Regions from separate parts of the Mus musculus genome. Here region 1 is linked to region 2. Evidence: chromatin contacts called from public promoter capture Hi-C data. All regions are on one chromosome and are shown on one strand. Each heading gives the region's core, a stretch centred on a gene start, on an enhancer-like site or on the middle of the called end of the contact. The rest is flanking DNA. Distances are from core to core; before and after follow the strand shown. Region 1 overlaps Tmcc1 (transmembrane and coiled coil domains 1). Region 2 overlaps Ift122 (intraflagellar transport 122).

Evidence for each region. Capture Hi-C pulls out chosen DNA fragments and counts their contacts.
Region 1: a contact with region 2 is called in a promoter capture Hi-C map of adipose tissue. The contact joins two enhancer-like sites. A contact is called at or near these places in 1 of 15 datasets of contacts at CTCF or cohesin (large pre-B cells), 1 of 484 Hi-C or Micro-C datasets (rod photoreceptor) and 3 of 9 other capture datasets (adipose tissue, liver and pancreatic islet).

What each region holds. Positions count from the first base shown.
Region 1 is chr6:116,070,073-116,074,661 of GRCm38.p6, forward strand. All of the region lies in intron 3 of Tmcc1 (transmembrane and coiled coil domains 1), which reads right to left. Among named protein-coding and RNA genes, the nearest start is that of Plxnd1, 77 kb to the left of the region's middle. Within about 2 kb of position 3,094, at least 96 of the 459 cell types and tissues checked have an H3K27ac peak or open chromatin away from gene starts, as enhancers often do. A contact at or near this core is called in adipose tissue, where this site is marked.
Region 2 is chr6:115,876,516-115,881,384 of GRCm38.p6, forward strand. It overlaps Ift122 (intraflagellar transport 122), which reads left to right. Exons shown (of 29, transcript NM_001167763.1): 5 at 960-1,036; 6 at 4,129-4,195. Among named protein-coding and RNA genes, the nearest start is that of Ift122, 25 kb to the left of the region's middle. Within about 2 kb of position 3,491, at least 19 of the 459 cell types and tissues checked have an H3K27ac peak or open chromatin away from gene starts, as enhancers often do. A contact at or near this core is called in adipose tissue, where this site is marked.

The sequences.
Region 1 (4,589 bases), core at 1,844-4,343, 190 kb after region 2:
TGGGCAATTTCATTAAGAACCATCCCTGGGGGATGGACAGAGAGCTCAACTCTGGTTGATAATGGTTAACAGTGGCTGCTCTTGCAGAGGAGCAAGGGATGTGATACCCTCTTCTGAGCACAAAGGAGACATTGGTTTAGGAAAAAACCTCTATCCTCTTTTGTTTCTCCAATCTTCTGACCTGGTTTTACATTTTTTTCTTTTTAAAGATTTATTTATTGTTATACATATGTAACTACACTGTAGCTGTCTTCAGACACACCAGAAGAAGGAGTCAGATCTCATTACAGATGGTTGTGAGCCACCATGTGGTTGCTGGGATTTGAACTCAAGACCTTTGGAAGAGCAGTCAGTGCTCTTAACTGCTGAGCCATCTCTCCAGCCCCCTGGTTTTATGTTAATAAGGAAAGTTAAGGAGCTGAGGAGAAGGCTCGCTCAGTCAGTAAAGTCTTGCTTTTGTTGCACAGACTGAGGTTCTGGGTTTGATTCCCATACACATAAAAAAGCCAGGCACGAGGACACATAGAATCCTAGTGCTAGGGAGACAGGAGCAGGCCAAACTCTGGAGCTTGCTGGTCAGCCAGCCTATCTTACATGGTAAACTCAAGGTTCATGGAAGAGACCCTACTGTAAAGAGACAAGGTAGACAGCTCCTAAAGAAGAGCACCTGAAGGTGACCTTTAGCCTCCACGTGTCAGAGGTCTGACTGTGAGAGAAATCTTATATCATAAAAACCCAACCACTTAAAGTAACAGCTTACTAGATATAAAACTTAGGTTTAAAGTACACTGTACTTTAAACTTTAAAATATACTTAAGTACAGCGATTGTATGTGGCTAACTTGTTCTAAGTTGCCACAATAAATATTTGAGCATCTGTAGAAAAAGCTCATTTGATACAGTCAAGGAATTGTCTAAAATGTCTGTATTATACATGTGGCTTTAACAATAATACCTAAAGGTGTGGCCATTGCAGGGTTACTGAGAAAGGAAATGGGCAGAAATCTTTAGAATGGACCGACCTCTGGAGACATTGACTACTAGAGTTCCCCTTTCTTCAAATTCCACACTGGTTTCCTACAGTCAGCTACACTTTCATTTTGTGAATTTTTTCTCCGAATTGTTAATTCTGTAGTGTAGAAAGGAATTCAGATCTCAGTTTACAGCCTCTAGATGTCTTTAGTCCTGTCAGGAAGCTGAGATGCTGGAAGCAGGTATCTCATTGCTGAATATTTACATTTTTGTTTCAATGAGATCACTTTAGTGACCAGAGTAGATTATTAGGTTGAGTAAGAGACATGATAGTGAACTAAGGATATAGTCTAATCTAAGAAACTCAGGTACATTATGTTTCAGAAAATTGTGTGTATGTAGGGGATACTGAGAACTGGACCTAGGGCTTCTGCATGCAATGCAAGTATCTATAACTGAGCTAAATTCTGTTAGGTCACCCCAGGTCTAGAAAGATCTCTACATTAGGAGTTAATGGAAGTACTAGGTAAAGGCAACTGAAGTGTTTCAATTCTGTCTCATGTCTCTGCCCCACATTGGCACTGATGGCGTATAAGATGCAACTGATGGTGTCTCCCTCTCTCTTAAGGCACTTCTATGAATACTTTCCTTCATATCACCCAGCTCATCCTGCACTACCATTCTTTTTTTCTTTCTTACAGATTTATAATTTTTAATTATGTGTTTGTAAATAAGAGTCCCAACTTCCACCGTGGCCAGAGGTGCCAGGTTCTCCAGTTCTGGAGTTACAGGCAGTTGAGATTCACTTGCTGTAAGTGCTCAGAACCAAACTTGGGTCCTTTGGAAGAGTAAGCACTCTTACTACTGTGCCATCTCTCCCGCTCATGTATTAGCATTCTTAATAAAACACTGATAAACAAACTGACCTTTTATAACTTCAGAACAAACACAAGATCTGCCAAGGTTTTAGGATTCAAGAATTAGAACAAACAGAAAAAGAGAGTACAGATCACAGGCACAAATCTGCTAATAAAGCCAGCATTTAAAGTATCAAACTCCAGAGTAAAAAATCTGTTTGGAGCTTAAGTCCAACTGCTCACCAGCAAACAGTATTAATTTTAGACTGTGTGTGTGTGTCCCTCTAAAGAACTGGTTTTGCTTTAAAAAAAAAAATCATGTTCTATAAAGTATTATGTAGTGTTTATAAAATCGACCCATAGTAAATTCAATCTAATGGCCTAGTTTCTATTCAGAACTAAATATGAAATGTGAACATAGGGGGATGTTGCATAAAGCTGGATCATCTTCCTGTTTAGTTCATTACACAGTCCTGTGGTGTTGATCAAAAGATGAAAATTAACAGAGGTGTACATAATTCATAATTCAGGAAACCATTGTGTCACAGGAAAAGCTCTGAAAACAAGTAGCTCAGTGATAAGAATCCTTTTATTAAAAGAAGAACGTGAGAAATATTTCAAACTGGCTTTAACTCAAATTCCTATTTGTTATGCATGCCTGGCATCTTCACATTTAACCCAAGCCTTTCCCAATCCGTCAAGGCAAATGAAACTCTTTTGTTCACTGAAGGGAATGCTTATTTTCTGGTAACTTTTTACCCTGAAACACCCCAAACAACGTCTATTCGGCATGGAAACAGGCTCCCATACCCGAGTGTTGGATACTTTAGTATGATCCAATCATGACTTACATAGCCACACAAACCCCCTCGCACTCAGTCCGAATAGCTATGAGTGAAACAAACAGAAAACATAACAGGATTCTCTATTATCTCAAATTCACTGTCTAAAAATAGCACATGCCCTGGCTGAGCTTTGCTGTTGAGAAGTGCTAAGTTCTAGCAGCTCGGTCAGTTTCCTGTGTCCGCAACCAGCCCCCCACTTAAAGCTGTATAACTACAGTAATGAGGAGATTTATAAAGAGACAGATACACACACATATACAACATACGGTTTCCGAGGACAGTGACGGTTCCATGCTTGTAAGGAAGGAGGAAGAATATGCCGAGTAACCCCTGGGTTTCTCCCAGGTTTGAACATGCTGTACTGTGGCATGAGGTCAGCAGACTGACTCTAGCCCTGTGAGGCTGAATTCTACCCTGACAAAGCAGTATCACTGCAATATGAAGCAAGAGTACCCAGGGCATGTTGGCAGCTATACAGAATGGCTGTTCTAGAAAGTAATGGCAACTCCAAAACAAGAGCTCCATGCTGTCACATGAGATTATCTCCAGTCCAATTAAGCAATGACATAAAAAACACCTTCAACACCGATCATAAACAGCTCACACTAGTAAAAGATAGGAAAAAAGTTCTCTTTAAAAAGGAAGTGAGGAATCTGAAGAAGCCATTGATTCATTCAACTGATATCACAAACATCCTGAATCTGACTGGACAGGAGGTTGGAAGCCTCCTGTTTCTAGACCCTGTGACCTACCTGAGGAGTTTCAAACCCTCTCTGCCATTTTAATACAGAGCAGGTTGAACATTCAGAAAATATGCCTTTGGTAATGGGGACACACACATACACACACACACACACACACACACACACACACACACACACACACAGTGGGACTGAAGGTATGCCTAATAACTTCACTTTTCACATCTGCCCAACTTCACATATACCATTTCTTAGTTCACCAAAAATGTTATGTGAGTGTGTGGGTGAAGCTATGGCTTAGCTGGGAGAGTGCTCACCTAGAACTCACATGACTCTGGGATCAGTCCCAGCACAGTATAAATAGGCATAGCGGTGTAACCCTCTAATCCCAACGCTGGAGCGGAGGCAAGAGGATCAGAAATTCAAGGTCATCCCTTGGCTACATATGGAATTTTAGATCAGCCTCGTGTACATGAGAATGTCTCAAACAAAAAACTTATCTACTTTATTTTTGGTGAGTCTATGGAGACTATGAATACAGGGTTCCTCCTGGTTCCTCCTGGTTCCTTTCACAATCTTGCTATATCATGGGAAGTGTGGTGACAGCCCATTTCTTTTTGGACATTAGAAATTTATGCATACGTGTGTGTGTGTGTGTGTGTGTGTGTGTGTGTGTGTGTGTGTGTGTAGGTTAGAGGTCAATGTGTAGGTTAGAGGTCAATGACATTGGTTACCTTCCTCAAATGTTCTCCACCTTTTAGTGTCTTTCACCAAACTGGGAACTCACAGATTTAAGTTAGATTGGCTGACCAGCAAACACCAGGAATCCTTGTCTCTTCCCCCCTAGCACTGAGGTTACAAATGTGCCACTGCCCTGGTTTTTATATGGGTTCTGGACATCCTTGAGCTTGTTCTCGGGAAGGGTTTACAGACTGAGCCATGTCCTTAGCCCTGCATCTACCTTATTATTATTATGTTTTAAATACAGGGTCTTATCATGTAGCCCTGGTTATCCTGGAACTCACTATATAAACCAGGCTAGCCTTGAACTCACAGCAATTCACTCCATCTGCCTCTCAAATGTTGGGATTGAAGGGGTTCACTGCCATGTCTGGTTTTCTACCTAATTTTGACACGACTTATGATTTTTAAGGTCAATTTATCCCCTAATTTGTTTTACTTGAAGAATAGATTTTAAATCACTTTTAAAACTTT
Region 2 (4,869 bases), core at 2,241-4,740:
GGAGGAGGGTCTCTAAGCCCGCCCCCACAGTGATACACTTCCTCCAACAAGTTCACACCTATTAATAGTGCCAGTCTTTGGGCCACACATATTCAAACCACCACCATTATTTCGTGTAATGTCCTCACGGCTGAGTAATACTCCACTGTGTATATATTCCATTTGGATGCTCATCAGCTAATGAACACTGGATTGTTCCCACCTGTTGCCTACTGTGAACGATGCTGCTCTGAACATAAGCAAAGTTTAGATGAACAGTGAGTGAGACCATGCATACAGTGTTACCAAGAAGTGAAGGGCTAGACCTGGGCTGAGATGCCAGGCAGTGCACCTCAGCATTTACCATGCTTCCAGACCCTGGCCTGCACTGTGGTGTTCATCATACGCCACTGGATGTTTCTGGACACCAGAAATTGTCAATTGGAGCCACAAGTGAAGCACACTGTCTGCACCTCGCACTAGGCTGCATTCTCTGTCTTTGTCTCTGACACACACTGGAGGTCTCTCTGGGGAGAGCCCTGGAGAAAGAGTTTGAGCTGGGTGGGATGCTGGGTGGGTGGACACTGTTGTTGAGGGCAGTCCTATAAGTGAGGCCCTGTGCTGTTGGTCCCCCAGAGAAGAGCGTGCAGTGTGCCACCAGAGGCTTCAGTCTTAGGTTTGTTCTTTGTTTGTTTGTTTTGTTTTTATTTTTAAATTTATTTTTTAAAGCTTATTTTATGTGTATAGGTATTTTGCCTATAGAGGTTAGAAGAGGGCATCAGATCGTTGGAACTGGAGTTACAGACAGCTGTGAGCTGTCTTTTGGGTGCTGGGATTGAGTTCTGGTCCTCTGGAAGAGTAGTAAGTGCTTTTATCTGGTGAGCCATCTCTCCAGCCCCTTCAAGCCTGCAATCTCCAATTGTAGCTACTGAGACATTTGTGGTTTGTTGTGGACTAATCTTCAGTTCCTCAACTTCCAGGCACAACGACTCTATACAGTGTGTCTCCTACAATCCTGTTACCCACCAGCTGGCATCTTGTTCCTCCAGTGACTTTGGTAAGTTTAAATTTCCAGCCCCTCTAGTGGAGAATGCTGAGAGACACACACACACACAAGCTGCTAGTCTGTCCTTAGAAAGTGAGGCCTCAGCTGGGCGTGGTGGCGCACGCCTTTAATCCCAGCACTCGGGAGGCAGAGGCAGGTAGATTTCTGAGGTGAGGCCAGCCTGGTCTACAGAGTGAGTTCCAGGACAGCCAGGGCTACACAGAGAAACCCTGTCTCGAAAAACAACAACAACAAAAAAGCAACCCCCCCCCAAAAAAAAGAAAGAAAGTGAGGCCTCTTCTCCACCTCCAGCAGCCAAGGGAGGCTAATCCTCTAAGTTGGCAGAAAGAGCTGGGCAGTGGTGGCACATGCTTTTAATCCTAGAGGTTGGGAGGCAGAGACAGGCAGATCTTTGTGAATTTGAGGCCAGCCTGGACTCCATAGTTCCAGAACAACTGAAGCTACACAGAGAACCCTTGTCTTAAAAAGAAATTGCAGAGAGACAGTGAGAGGTGATGATCTGGAGGGTGGTAAGCCATTTGAGACAAATGAGCAGTAGGGTCCTAGGGAAGAAATGATGTGTTGGATGGGAGAGCACAGAGGACTGGCTCACCCTAGCAGGGACTATTTTTCTCTAGAAACACCGCCATTTGCCTAAAAACCCTAGCACATCTTCTTGTGCTGATCTGTGTGCCTGTTTGTGGGGAATAAAATATTCCTGCTCTCAAGCTTATAACAGAGGAAGGTGGGATTTGTAAAAGCATCTTATTAAGTGAAAGTAGTTGAGCTGGGGAGATGGCTCAGTGGGTAAGTGCTTGAGTTCAGATCTCAAGTACCTCTGTCCAAGCCTACTGTGATGCTTTGTCTGAGCTCCAGTGCCAGGTCCCAGGTCCCAGAGCTTGCTGGACAGACAGCCAAGCCAAGATGAAGAGCGCTAGGTTCAATGAGAGACCCTGTCTAAAAAATAGAGAGGGATAGAGGAAGACATCTCACCATCAGCTTCTACTTCCCAGAGCAAGCATCCCCACACACACCACCATGCATACACATGCAGCCAGACCCACAGTGTCTTAATGGCACTGTGCTGATAGTTTACAATTAATTTTTCAAAAAAGAGAATTCCTATGGCTTGAGAGCCACTAAAAAAATAAACAAACATGAGCTCTGCGCCAACTCCTGAAGCAGTGTTTCTCTCATTCCTACTCTCCCGGGGAAGGAGAAAACACGGGCTCAATATGGTTCCGATGTCACTGGCAGTCACTTAGCCAGCACCCAAGGAGTAGGGCCACTATGTGCAGAGCTTGAGTGCAAATATTCCCGAGGGAGGCTGGCAGGAAGGCTCCTGTGCTGAAGGCTTCCTGCTCTTGCAGTGGAGCACAGACAGAATGCATGGGTGGGGTGGAAATGTTTGAAAAAAGGGAGGGGAAGACTGGCATTTCACAGACATTTCCCTTTTCAACCTTGCTTAGCTACAGGGACTCTGGGGACTCATGTGACTGGGACAGCTGGGAATGAAGGAAAGATAAGACGCAGTTGGGAAAACTGGGAATGAAGGAAAGATAAGACGCAGTTGGGAAAACTGGGATTGTGTGGACCACAACTCTCCGGAAGCCCAGTGTGTTTATTGTATGAAGTTGAATATAGAGGCAGTATTCTTACTTACAGCTGAGTGAAGAAGCTGGATCAAGGAGACAGGTTTAGCTAATCTCTGTCAGAGCAGTCTCAGCAGGGCACAGTCTTCAGGCCATAAACATCTGGGAGGAAAGTTGTCTTGGACATTTTCTGCATGTATTGCCAATATCCACCCATGGAGCAGAAAGGGAAGGCTCTACCATCTCCCCCAGTCTTACTCGAAGCTGTGGCATCCTTGCTTGACACGAAGCCATGCGAGATTACACATTCACCCAGGACTCCATCCACTCACGGCTTCCTCTGCTCTCTGTGGATGCACTTGGCTGTGTAAATTTGGATGTGCTCTGTATTTCACGTAGCCGTACTTCACGGCCCAGGCAGGGTAGAATTGGCTTTGTTGTCTGTTTTGAGGGCACTGGACCACCTCTGGGGATTGGAGGGAGCAAGCCTGAACTGATCCAGTGTGCCATGCGCAGTGCACAGCTCACATACAGTCATGTGCAGTGACAGAGGCCTAGAAAGGGGACTCTCCAAAAGCGCACTCATTACTCATTTTACTTTTATTAGCTTAACAACGAGTTAGGTTGTTCGATGGTGGCACTGTCAAACAAGCCTCTTGACCTCATCCCCGCTCCCTTCCTGGTGTCCTCCCACTTCGTGTCTGTTGCCCTCTCCTCCCCAAGCCTCTTGTTCCCTCTCACAGTTTCCTACTAACTTCACTGTCTGTACCCGCTGTCACACCCTTTATTTACAAACACTAGAGGTTAGGCATGAGGGCACATGGTGTCTGTCTGTCTGTCTGAGATTGGGTCATCAGTGGGAAGCTTTACAGCTTCCCTCCTGCACTTTCCACTTCCTTAACTTATATTTTAATGCTGAGTTGGTCTCTGGCGGCCATGCCCTAGCTATGAGCAGCTAAGTTGTCCTTTTCTTTGGGATTTAAGCCCTGAAGAACTTGGCTAGAGAACTTCACCATCTACCTTTTTTCTTTTTTCTTTAAAAAAAAACAAAAACAAAAACAAAAACAAAAAAACAAAAAACAGTTGTAGATTCTCAGTACATTGCAGAGCAGTGCTGTGCATTCTTCACCCAGTTCTCCTACTGGGCGCCCAGTGGGTACCTAATGGGCAGTCCAGGAACCAGGGAGGTGGGGGGCACAGTGTGTTTTAATTCTGTCCTTCAGTCACATGTGCAGTGTACCACTACTGCAGTACAGGATCCCATTCCCATACCAGTGCCTGCCCCTTGATACCCACAATCCCAGGAGCCACAGATGTGTTCTGCAGGTGTGTGGTTGCCATCCAGTATGTTGTATTCATGGATTTCTATGGTGTCAAGCCTTTGGAAGTTGGCTTTTTCTTTTTCTTAACTCAGCATAAGACCCTGGAGATTTGAGTTTTGTATGAATGGATAGTTTAGTTTTCTCTATTGCTGAATAGTCTTGCTCTCTTTTCTATTGTCTAACACTGAAGGGTTATGGTCTCCTGAGCAGAAGTCTGTGTCCAAGCACAAATCCAGCAGCAAGATCACGTGCTGCAGGTAAGTTAGGGAGGCTCTGACAATAGGCATTGTGCTCCTTTCTCTCCCCAGCAGACTCCCACAGCCTCTGATTTCACCCACAGAGAAACTGTGGTGTTGGCCAGCTGGGATAGGCTTCCCGTGTTTCCCTTTTTCCTTCTCTGGTCTCCTTGATGGGAAAGGCTGGTGCCTTTGATAACCTTCATGGGAGACGGCATGGGCGTATGCGGTGGGAAAGTCAGACAGGAACCTCTGACGTTGGTGCTAGACTCAGACCAGAATCTGCATCCTGCCACTGATAGGCCGGTGACCTTGGGTGCTTACTAAATCATGGAGCAATGGTGATAACAATACCATTTCCCGAAACACTCAAAGCACCAGCAGGCCTAGGCGCTCTATAACTGAGCAGCCTTTGAAGGCACTCTGAGATTCAACATTTATTGAATGACATGTCAAGCCCTGTTTGAAGGCTAAAAAGGCATAAGACAGTCTGTTTACTGAGAGCCCATGGATTGGGAGGGAGTTGAACTGTAAAGCAGAAAATAGGGCCTAGTCATGAGTGCAGACTGCCGTGGAGATGTGTGCACAGTCAGGGGATAGATGCCATCTGGATTAGACATTCCTGCCTTAAGTTCTCCCTGATTCCAGATGTAAGTGGCAGTCTGAGCTGAGTCTATGTCAGGAATACGCGGGAG